2 separate regions of the Mus musculus genome follow, and region 2 is linked to region 1. A link is a contact called in public HiChIP or PLAC-seq data. All regions are on one chromosome and are shown on one strand. The core of a region is the stretch at or near the end of the contact, and the rest is flanking DNA. Distances in the headings are between cores, read along the strand shown. Region 1 holds the start of Clmn (calmin). Region 2 holds the start of Syne3 (spectrin repeat containing, nuclear envelope family member 3).

Evidence for each region. HiChIP or PLAC-seq counts read pairs in DNA pulled down with a chosen protein or histone mark.
Region 2: a contact with region 1 is called in an H3K27ac HiChIP or PLAC-seq map of extraembryonic endoderm stem cells. The contact joins the promoter of Syne3 here to the promoter of Clmn in region 1. A contact is called at or near these places in 3 of 39 promoter capture datasets (cranial neural crest, hippocampal neurons and liver), 2 of 484 Hi-C or Micro-C datasets (embryonic fibroblasts and liver), 1 of 115 datasets of contacts at active chromatin or transcription factors (extraembryonic endoderm stem cells) and 2 of 9 other capture datasets (adipose tissue and pancreatic islet).

The regions. Positions count from the first base shown.
Region 1 is chr12:104,863,210-104,868,498 of GRCm38.p6, reverse strand. Clmn (calmin) reads left to right here and starts at 3,423. Exons shown (of 14, transcript NM_053155.2): 1 at 3,423-3,629. The coding sequence starts at 3,548.
Region 2 is chr12:104,996,318-105,001,044 of GRCm38.p6, reverse strand. Syne3 (spectrin repeat containing, nuclear envelope family member 3) reads left to right here and starts at 2,368. Exons shown (of 19, transcript NM_001042699.2): 1 at 2,368-2,513; 2 at 3,443-3,574.

The sequences.
Region 1 (5,289 bases), core at 2,174-4,673:
AGGAGCAGGGGCCAGGTAGGTCTCTGCAATCCTCCCAAGTCTTTCCCTTCAGGAGAAAGTCAGTTTTACACAATGACCAAGATTCTGGAAGAACTGGGAAACATCTAGAAAAATCAGTTGCTGGGAACTTCCAGGAAGCCAAGCCTGTAGGCAGAGTACTTTTCCTTTCCCAAAAATGTCTGAGAGAGAGAGAGAGAGAGAGAGAGAGAGAGAGAGAGAGAGAGAGAGAGAGAGAGATGTTCAATCATGCGAGAGGCCAAATGCCCAGTTTTCCCCCCAAAGTCCACACCCTCCAGAAGGCTGGACGTGCCTGAGGAAGGGGTAGTCCTCTCTTGGCACTGGTGCCTGTTTCTCCACGGGGTGTGCTTTGCCATGAGAGCTAAGCAAACATGTCTTGATTGCCTTCTCAGAAGCTTGCTTGGACCCGGTCATGAAGGCCAGCTGTTGGTCACAGCAATCCTCTGCTTTCCAAGCTTACAATAAGGGCCATTCATGTGTGTGGTACTTGAGACCTTCCTCTGTGCCAGGCACCGTGCTTCAGGGTCAAGTGGAGAAAATGGCTAAGACTCGGCTGTGTTCTTTAGGACCTCATGGGTGATTGAGGAAAAGCCATTAAGGAAATGTTATGCTCATGCTGTGTAGACATGGGCCAGCAGGGTTTAGGAGGGTATACCAAATAGCGCCAGGTTGGCACCAGTCAGTCACCCAGCAGGCCAGGGTGATGGAGAAGGTGCTCTTGAGGTGAGTGGGATTCAGGAGGCATAAGCTGAGAAAGGGAGGAGCCGGGGATTGTGTCACAGGGGACGAGTTAGGTAAAGGCCTGGAGGTGACATGTTTATCGGTCCATGTTCTGTTTCTGTGACTAACAAATGGGAGTTTTGTTCCATTTTGAAAGGGCTTAAAGTGCATGTGGCATAGCCACGGTCACGATGAGGCTCCTGGCAATCTCTCACTGCAGTGGTGACATCATGGTGGGATTGAGTGACAGGGAGAGACTGCCCACAAACCAGGAAGCAAGGGAGCTGGAGGGATCACCCTTGGTGGTGCTGGGTTTGGAATCTAGGACCTTGTGCATAGCAGGTAAGTGCTACTACAACCCTCTGATACCCCAGCTTACTTGTTCTGTGGTAACTTGGTCTTGTGACAACAGCTGGGGTCCCACGACAACAACTTTAATTCCTTCTGAGACCTAAGACCCCTCAGGAGGCCACACCTCTTAGGGTCTCATAGCCTCTTGAAATCACCATGCTGGCTGGGCAGGCTTCCAAACATGAATCCAAGAGGGACAGAGCGCACCAGACCACAAGCCCTGGTGATAGCCAGGACCTGCAGCAACTTGTAGCGATAGATCGAAGTGGAGTACTATAATTGACAGGTGAGGGTATAAGCCCAAGGACCAATGAGAGAGACCAGGTGTGCTCCCAACGCCCTTAGAGGTCCTGTAGGAGATCCTATTCATTCAGTGACAATCCAGGTGCTGTTAGGGCTCAGCTTCACAGTGAGTTCTGGCTCCCAGGCCATTTGGAAAACCACCTAAAATTCCTTCCATTTTGATTCAAAGAAACATCAGGTTTACAGTTGGTGTTTAATCAGCAGTGACTCAGGCCTCCTTCCCCGTCATTCCCAAGAATAGGCATCACAGATAGCCCGTCCTTTCTGATCATTTTTCAACCACATACTGTTTTGAGTCAAGTTCTCTATTGGCCATCTCACAATGGAGACAACGAAGCTGACTTTCTTAGCACTTGGCTTTGTGAAGGAAATGATTTTCAACCCACAGCAAAGATAGAAATCGAATTCAAGTGGGATGCCTTGTGGAGGAGAGGTGAGACCATGCATGTTAACTGGACCTGGCTCTATAGCGTAACCTTGAATCCAGGCAGGGACAGAGTGGTCTAGTGAGAGCCTCAGACACCCATGATCTGCACTGAGATCATGATCTACTCTGCTGGGTGGATGCCTGGTCCTGGGGGTTGGATTCTGGGGGGTTGGGGAGGTGGGCCTCTCCCTTCCTTTAGTCTCAGCTTCAGGGTCAGGCTTTATGGGACCCTTGCTGATGTTACCTCCACCCTGGCTCCTTGCCCTCAGCTGACAATGTCCCCCTTTCTGAAGATCACTTTGATCTGGGATTGTCATCTCAGCTGGTTATTGGGTTAAACACAAATGACTTAAGGGTCTTCTCATTGCCCCCCCCCCCCCCAGGGCCCGCTTCTCCCAGGAGACATGTCTGTGGCCTTCATCTTTGCTTGCTCATTGCTGGGCTTTCCACAGACATGGCAATGGTCAGCAGGCCTCGGTGAGTCTCCATACTCAGAGAGCTCTGCGCACTTTCTCCCTCTGGGCATTCATCCTACCAATGGCATACTTGGTTTTCTTGTAGGTAGGATCTGAACAGAGAGCAAGACACTGGGACTTGTGTACCCCTAAGTCATTCCTCACTTTAGACAAACTCCCAGATTTTCTGTTGGCTAACCGATAAAGGAGTTGGCTGCAAGTACACAGGCCCTGTGGAGCCCCAAACAAGATAAGCTCCAGAATTCTCAGGTTAAAAGACACAGGGGCCCAGAGTGGGAACCACAAAGGCCTGTTCTGTCTCAGGTATCCCAGGATGACCTTAAACTCATCCAGGTGGCTGTGAATGACCTTGAACTTCTCCTGCTGTCTCCATCTCCAGAGTGCTAGGACCACAGATTATGCAAAGACCCCGTTTATGTTGCGCATGGGATCAAACCCAAGGCTTCCTGCGTGCGAGGCAAGCAGGGAACCACCTGAGCCATTGCCCAGCCTGTCCTTGGGGTTTCGATAAAGCACCAGATTTCTTGTGGCCAAGACCCCAAAGGAACCCATTTCTGGGAGGAGAGCTGTTTCTCCCAACAGCTGGAGAGAACCGGAAGTGGCCTTTACTCTTAAACCAAGAAAGGATCCCCCCTCCCACTCCCGCTGCCCCCAACTCCTGCTCTATAGGAAACTCCATCTCCACATCACTTAGCCCATCACTCACTTTCCATGGTCCTGGGATCAGAGATGGACAGGGTTTAGCTGCCTTTAGCAGGGAGATGATCCAGGCATAGGAGGAGTTCCTACTGCGACTAGAAGGGACAGGATAGGGAAGGGGCAGACATCCTGGACCAGCGCTAGGGGCACCCTGGCTTGCGTCACCAGGCCCACCCCCTCAAGACATCACAATCTATGGGCTGCGACCCCCCTGTGCCTCATCATTGTGCGTTTGCGACCAAACAATCCAACCAACACCCACCCTGCGGGTGGGGGAGGAAAAAAAAGGAAAAAAAAAAAAAAAGGACTGTCCTGAGGCCGGCTCCTCCCGCCCCGCCCCGCCCTCTTCCCTCCCGCCCGGGGCCCCCGCCCCCGCCGGGCAGTGAGCGCGCGCCGGGCGCCCCGCTCCGCCGCCCGCGCCCGCCCGCCAGCCCGTCCGCCCGCGGCGGGGCCGGCCCTTCGCCCGCCCACCAGCCCCGCGCTAGCCGCCCACCTCTCGCTGCCCGCTGCCCGCCGCCCGCCGCCCGCCGCCCCGGCCCGCCGCGCGCGCTCCATGGCTGCTCAGGAGTGGGACTGGTTCCAGCGCGAGGAGCTCATCGGGCAGATCAGCGACATCCGTGTGCAAAACCTGCAAGGTACCGCGGCCCCGGCCTCCCCGGAGGGCCCGTATCCACCAAGCGTGGGCCCGGCTGGTTCCCCCCGTGCGCCCCGGAGCCGGTGTGGCTGGCCTGCGCCGGGTTTGCAGAGCTCAGGGGGTGGGGCGGTGCGTGGGCGTGTGTGTGCACGCGTGTGCGTGTGGGCACGCGCGTGTGTGCACCCCATTCCCAGCAGGGGACCATCACCCCCCTCCTACCGCCTCCGGTAGTTTAGAGAAGTTTGTACGTGGAGTCTTGGGGGGCGGTGGCCCGGGTCAGGGCCAGGAGAAAGTGCCACTGTGTGCTGTGTGCGCACAAGCCAGACTTAAAGCTCTTCCGAAGTAGCTATGGGGCTGGGGACCTGGAGTGGGGCACAGCGTCAGTCCCGAGAGGCTCTGGATGATGGGGGCACGCTGAGGACTCCAGTGAACTGAGTGAGGTTCAGAAGACCTTCTCTACCCAGCCCCACAGACTAGGGAGGGGCTGGAACTAAACCCCCTTGCCTGAGGCGGTTGACAAGATGAAAGAGAAACTCCTGGTGGCCCGTGTGTCAGACTTGGGCTCTGTGGTTCTGCCACCTATGACTATGAAGTATCTTCCAAAAGAAAGTATTGGGTGTGGAAACTTAGCAAACACACACACACACACACACACACACACACACACACAGAGAGAGAGAGAGAGAGAGAGAGAGAGAGAGAGAGAGAGAGAGAGAGCGCTCTTAAGGAAAAGAGACCCACCCCTCCCACTCGCAAAAGGCATTGCTCTCAAGCCCTGTGGGTGGAGTGTGTTTCGAGCCCCCTCTCTCCTATGGGAGCTTTGCAGAATTGGACATAAATCCACTTCCGGCCTCCTCACCCACCTGGCCCCATGCACAGGTGAGGCTGGGTTAAGCCACTTCCCCTACTGACTCGGGGCTGAAGAAGAGTCCAAGGTTGAATTCGCCAGGATCCAACTGGAAGGTCTGGACAGAGGTGGGGCAGGAGGATTGTGGGTGTCCCTTTTGCCAGCAGGGCAGGGAGCCCCTGCGGGGGGTGGGGGGGAAGAGTCTAGATTAAACATTACACCTGAGAGAATGTTTTCTGGGAGCTCACGTGGCCCTCTCCAACTGAGGTTTGGCAAGGACAGTGCAGGTCTGCAGAGGTGACCTGAAAAGGAGCCAGCGGGCGGCTCAGGGAGTGGGCACTGCACTGGCAGCTCTGGATTCTGCTACTGTACAGCTACTGTGATTTGTGTCAAAGGAGGAGGCTCAGAGCTGCAGTGATGGAGAGAGCTTGGGTTTGGTTTGGGGTGGGCAGCATACCATTGCTGAGATGGTATCTGGTTGGGGCTGTCAGATCTGGTGTGTCTCATGTACCTTAGGCAATCACTAGGCATTTTAATGAGCACATACTATCTGCCACAGACAATTATTCTTGTAGGATCAGGTCCCTTGGTAGAGCTCAATTATTGTAAAGGAACAGGCGGCGAAGTGAGGCAGAGAGATGGGACTACACAGCATGATTTGCGACAGTTCTTGAAGGGCTAGAGGGGTGTCTCAGCTCCTCGCTTTGAGGTGACCACACTTTCAGGCAAAATATCAGTTATAATTTGAACAGCAATGGATTCTGTTAGTAAGAGGCCAACTTCAAATCATGTATCTCAAATGTCATATGTATTA
Region 2 (4,727 bases), core at 1,119-3,618, 130 kb before region 1:
GGACTACTGCATTCCTTCGATGTACTTGACCTTGACTGAGCTGGAATGGGTAGCAAGATGCCAGGGACACATCCCTGCTCTGTGGAAACAGTTTGGTGGGTAAGAAGGTGCCATAAACATCGGCCACCCCAGGGGGTGGTAGCCTGGAGTCAGGGAAGCTCAGTGGGTTGGGGGGGGACAGTGTATCAGGGATGACTTCGTGCACTGCCTGGAAAACCTGTTCTCTCCTTCTACCATGTGGGTCTGAGAGAATGGAACTCAGGTTTGTCAGGCTTGGTAGTAGGCCCCCTTACCTGCAGAGTCATCTGGCTGGGTCTGTGTCATGAACCCCCACCCCCACCCCAAGAGGCCAGGAGTCATCAGGTTGTTTGGTTACCCCACAGAGCAAAGTACTTCTTACATCATCTCTCTTTCTATGCAAAGGTCGGCTCTGCTTTCTATTTAATCAGTTTCTTTCTCCTCCTCCTGGGCCTGAGGTACAATCTGACAGATCTGGTGGGAATCCTGGTTCTCTCACCTGCAGTATATCTTGGCTGTCTCCTACGGGGCTAACTCACCTGTCCTGGGGGGCTGGCCACACCTTCCCTGACCCCTGAACATCCATCCTCTCAGGGCACCTCTCCCCATTTTCCTGGGTGCTCCCAAATCTGGAGGAGGGTGCTCCCAAGCCTGAAGGAAAGGCCGCAGGTAGCTGAGCATTTTTGCCTCCTCCACCCACTGCACCTGCAGAGAGTTGAGCTGGCACAGCTGCAGGTGACTCTGCCCTCAGCTCAGGTGACAGGATGCAGGCTACATTCCTTAATCACAGCTGTCTTTTTCTCTTATGGAATAGACCTGGGTGTGGGGAGTGTCAAGGTCTCTACAGTGGGACCCAGCACATCACATCCTGACCTGCTGTCTGGTTTCCAGCCTTGATCTTCCTGGTTCTGGATGTAGAACTCAGAACAGGGGTATTACAAGCTCAAGGCATCAGAGCGTAGACAGGGACAACCTTGACTTCCTTGCTCCTCCTGCCTCCACCTCCAAAGTGCTGGGATTACAGGCGTGTGCCGCCACCACATTTGGTATAGGTGGTGCTGGCAATTGAGCCCCGGGCTGTGTGTGTGCTACCCAAGAACTCTCTCTGCTCCCTGACCTACATCCCTGGCCCTTTCTGGTTCTTTGAACAATTCTGTTTATAGGATGTTTTCATGGTCACTTGCGTTGCCAGTAGAATTAGAAGTCTCTGGAAGTGAGGTTGTTTCTTCTGGAAACTCTTAGGCAATCCTGATGGGCAGGGATAGTTGAGAGCCCTGGGTTGGCCTGGGACAGTTGGGGACACTTCTGGGTGGCACTAATGTGTCCTCTTTCTGTTACTTCCTTCACTCTCTATCAAGGTGAAGACTTCTGTGCAAACAGAAGAAGTTCTTGGGTGTGTGTCTGTCCAGCGGGCTAATTTCTTAGGATGTGTAATAGACTCACCATTGATCCTGTTTCCTCATTTGAGGGAAAGATACAAAGTTTCCCTTTAATATAAATGTAAGTCAGGAGTGAATGAAGCAACCATCTGCACTTTTTGTGGTCGGCTCCGGCTTCTTTCATGGCTTTGAGGCAGGCTTGCAGGGCCCCTGGCAACCCTGCCCCATGCTGGGGAGACTGAGCACGTGCAGGTCCGGGCATGTCCTGTGTACACGTGGCTGAAGGGTGGGGCCGACACCCTGAAGGAAACCTCACCTCAGGTGCTGAGGACCCAGGACACTCCAGGGAGCTAGGCTACACTGGAGTGGTTGAGGGTTAACAAAGGAGTTTCCCAGGAGGCTTTACGTCAGCCCTTGGGATTGGCGTGGAGAATTCTTTCAACATGATGTGTTTGCCTCTTCCCCAAAGCATTCTGAGATGCTCTATCTGGTCGTCAAGATCTTTCCCTGGAGCCATTATTGTCCTGTAAATTTGGTGACGATATTACAAGACTTCAGTGCCCACAGGGGCCTGGTACTTTCCCGAAACACAGTAAACTGGTCATTCAGGAGCCCTGAGCTGCAGGGTAGAACCCTGTGGGTTCCCAGGACTGAACATGGTTCATACCTGTAGTCCCTGTGTGTTGGAAGGCTGAGATAGGAGCATCGCCATGAGTTTGAGTCCAGCCACAATGGTCTGAAGCAGGTCTCAGTGCTGTGACTGCTGATTGACTGGGAGCTAGGGTTAGATAACTTATTTGCTCATTTGCTCAGCAAATACCCAGCTCTTTCCGAACAATGCCCTTGCAGGGCCCTGCGGGAGATTACATCCCGTTGATCTGGGAGCTTGCTGACAGGGATTAATTTAATCATCGCCTTTACCCTGGGGTGAGGGCTCTCATATCTCCTTCCTGCTGTGCCTGGCAGTCTTGGAGGACCAGCATTGTTGAGGGGTCCCACAGCTAGGCGTGGCTCCAGACTGAGGGCGTATCTTCACATAGAGTTCCAATTTAGAGACTCCAGCCTACAGACAAACATTTGGGAAGGATCATGTTTTTCTGAGTTTCTTCTGGACAGGTGAGGAAGGTTCCAGAAGGTTCTAAAACCAGGATTGTGGAATGTCCATTTGGAAGAATGTTGTCTTCCAGGTGCTGTGAAGCGAACACTGGAGATAAATCTCTGGCAAGATTTAACCTTGGTGTTTTGTATTTTAAAATTCAGCATCAAATTTCACTTTATAGTATGGTGATTATTAATTTTTTATGTGTTGTTTTATTTGTTTCTAAGTTTTTAAGTCTTGTGTAGCCCTGACTTGATAATGGCTTTTTAACCTAGGCTGGTCTTGAACTTGTGGCAATCCTCCTGCCTCAGCCTCCCAAGTGCTGGGATTTCAGGCATGGGCAGCATGCTCTGCTAGCTTTGGTTTTCTCTGTGTTGTGGAGGTGGGTGTGTCCTCAGGGATGCTGCCTCCTCAGTTGATTGGGTGTTTGCTGGGCAGCGTCACTCTGAAAGTCAAATCAGGCTTGGGAGGAGGCCTCGGGGAGCTCGCAGGAGGCAATGCCTGATCAGAGGCAGCTGTCTTTAGAAGCAGGATGAACTAAGCCAGGGTCTTGTGCATCTGCTAGAGATGGGGACACCCAGGCATTGGTCCCTAGTGAAGGCATCCCTTGTGGTCCCCAGGACAAGCTGCTTGGTTTCTGGCTGCCTCTGAGAGCATACCGCAGGCTGCAGGACTCTGCGAGTGGCTGAGAGAGGAGGGGACGGGCAGACCTCGGGAGGGGAGAGGAAGGTGGAAGTGGTTGGTCAGCTGTTCTCAATTCGCCTCAGACAGAATATTCATCTGAGCTTAGTACTAAAAAAGTGCCCAGCTAACCAGGACCAGTGATCACCCAGATGGTGGACATTACCCCAGGTTAGCCCTGCGGTTCTGACTAGGGATGGGTGTCCCCTTCGGACTTCCATGTTCTAGAAGTCTCCAAGGCCCTGTTCCTCTCTTTGCTAGGCAGGTGGAAGCTTTCTTATCCTGGGGCCAACCCTGCCTGTCTGGAACCCTGTGCTTAATAATTCCTGTCCCTGTGGATGTGTGGGCTGGAGAGTCTTCCTTGTTTCCTCCGTGCTGGAGACAAGCGACCGGGAAGGTAATTCATGCCTTTGCATGTGTTCTCCCACTCCGTGTATGAGCCTTTCCCAGCCACCGCCACTGTTCTTCTTCCTTACTGACCTCTTCCTGAGCAAAGTCCTCTCCCCACAGAATCTCCTCGCACTGACCCTGGCTCAGCCTGCCTCTCTCTCCTGGATCAGCCTCTCTCTCTCTCTCTCTCTCTCTCTCTCTCTCTCTCATTTGCTTGTGCTTCCGTGAGTGAGCTGCGTAGCAAGGAAGCCGTGCAAGTCTGTCTCCACACGATGAGTGAAGCTCTGTTCTAACAGGGGAAGCTGGCTCTTTCATTCTCTCTGAAGGTGTCCTGTGTGCCAGGCACTGCCCTGGGTAGGGGGACTGAGAGATGGGCAGGACTGGAAAAGGTGTGGTTGCATTGGAATTGGCAATCTAGAAGGAACTACAGTTCAGAGGTCTCCTTTTTTTTTTTTTTTTGTCTGCCTGCCTCTCTCTCTCTGTCTCTGTCTGTCTGTCTGTCTGTCTCTCTCTCTCTCTCTCTCTCTGTGTAGGTTGATGACAATCTTGGGTGTGAGACCAAGTCTTTAACTGGCCTGGAGCTTGCCTAGTAGGCTGTCTGCCTACTTGGCTCAGGACCATTCTGTCTCTGCCTCCCCATCAAGTACATCATCAGCATACCCAGCTTTTTAAGTGGGTTTTGGGAATGGTGCTTGTTGTTTTAATTAGGGTTTCTATTGCTGTAGAAAGACACGATGACCATGGCAACTCTTATAAAGGAAAACATTTAATTGGGGGTAGTTGGGGCTGGCTTATAGGTTCAGAGGTTTAGTCCATTCTTATCATGGCGGGGAGTGTGGAGGCACACAGGCAAACATGTTGCTGGAGGAGGAGCCAAGAGTTCCATGTCTGTATCAGGAGGCAGCAGGAAGAGAGACACTGGGCTTGGCTTAAGCATTAAAAACTCCAAAGTCCACCTCCAGTATCACACTTCCTTCAACAAGGCCACACCCACCCTAACAAGGCCCCACCTACTCCAACAAGGCCACCTGTCCTAATCCTTTCAAATAATGAAACTCCCTATGAGCCTACAGGGGGCGTTTTCCTTTAAATTACTACAGAACTTAAGTCTTCACACTTCTGTGGCCAGTCCCTCAATGACTTGGCCACCTCCCTAGCCC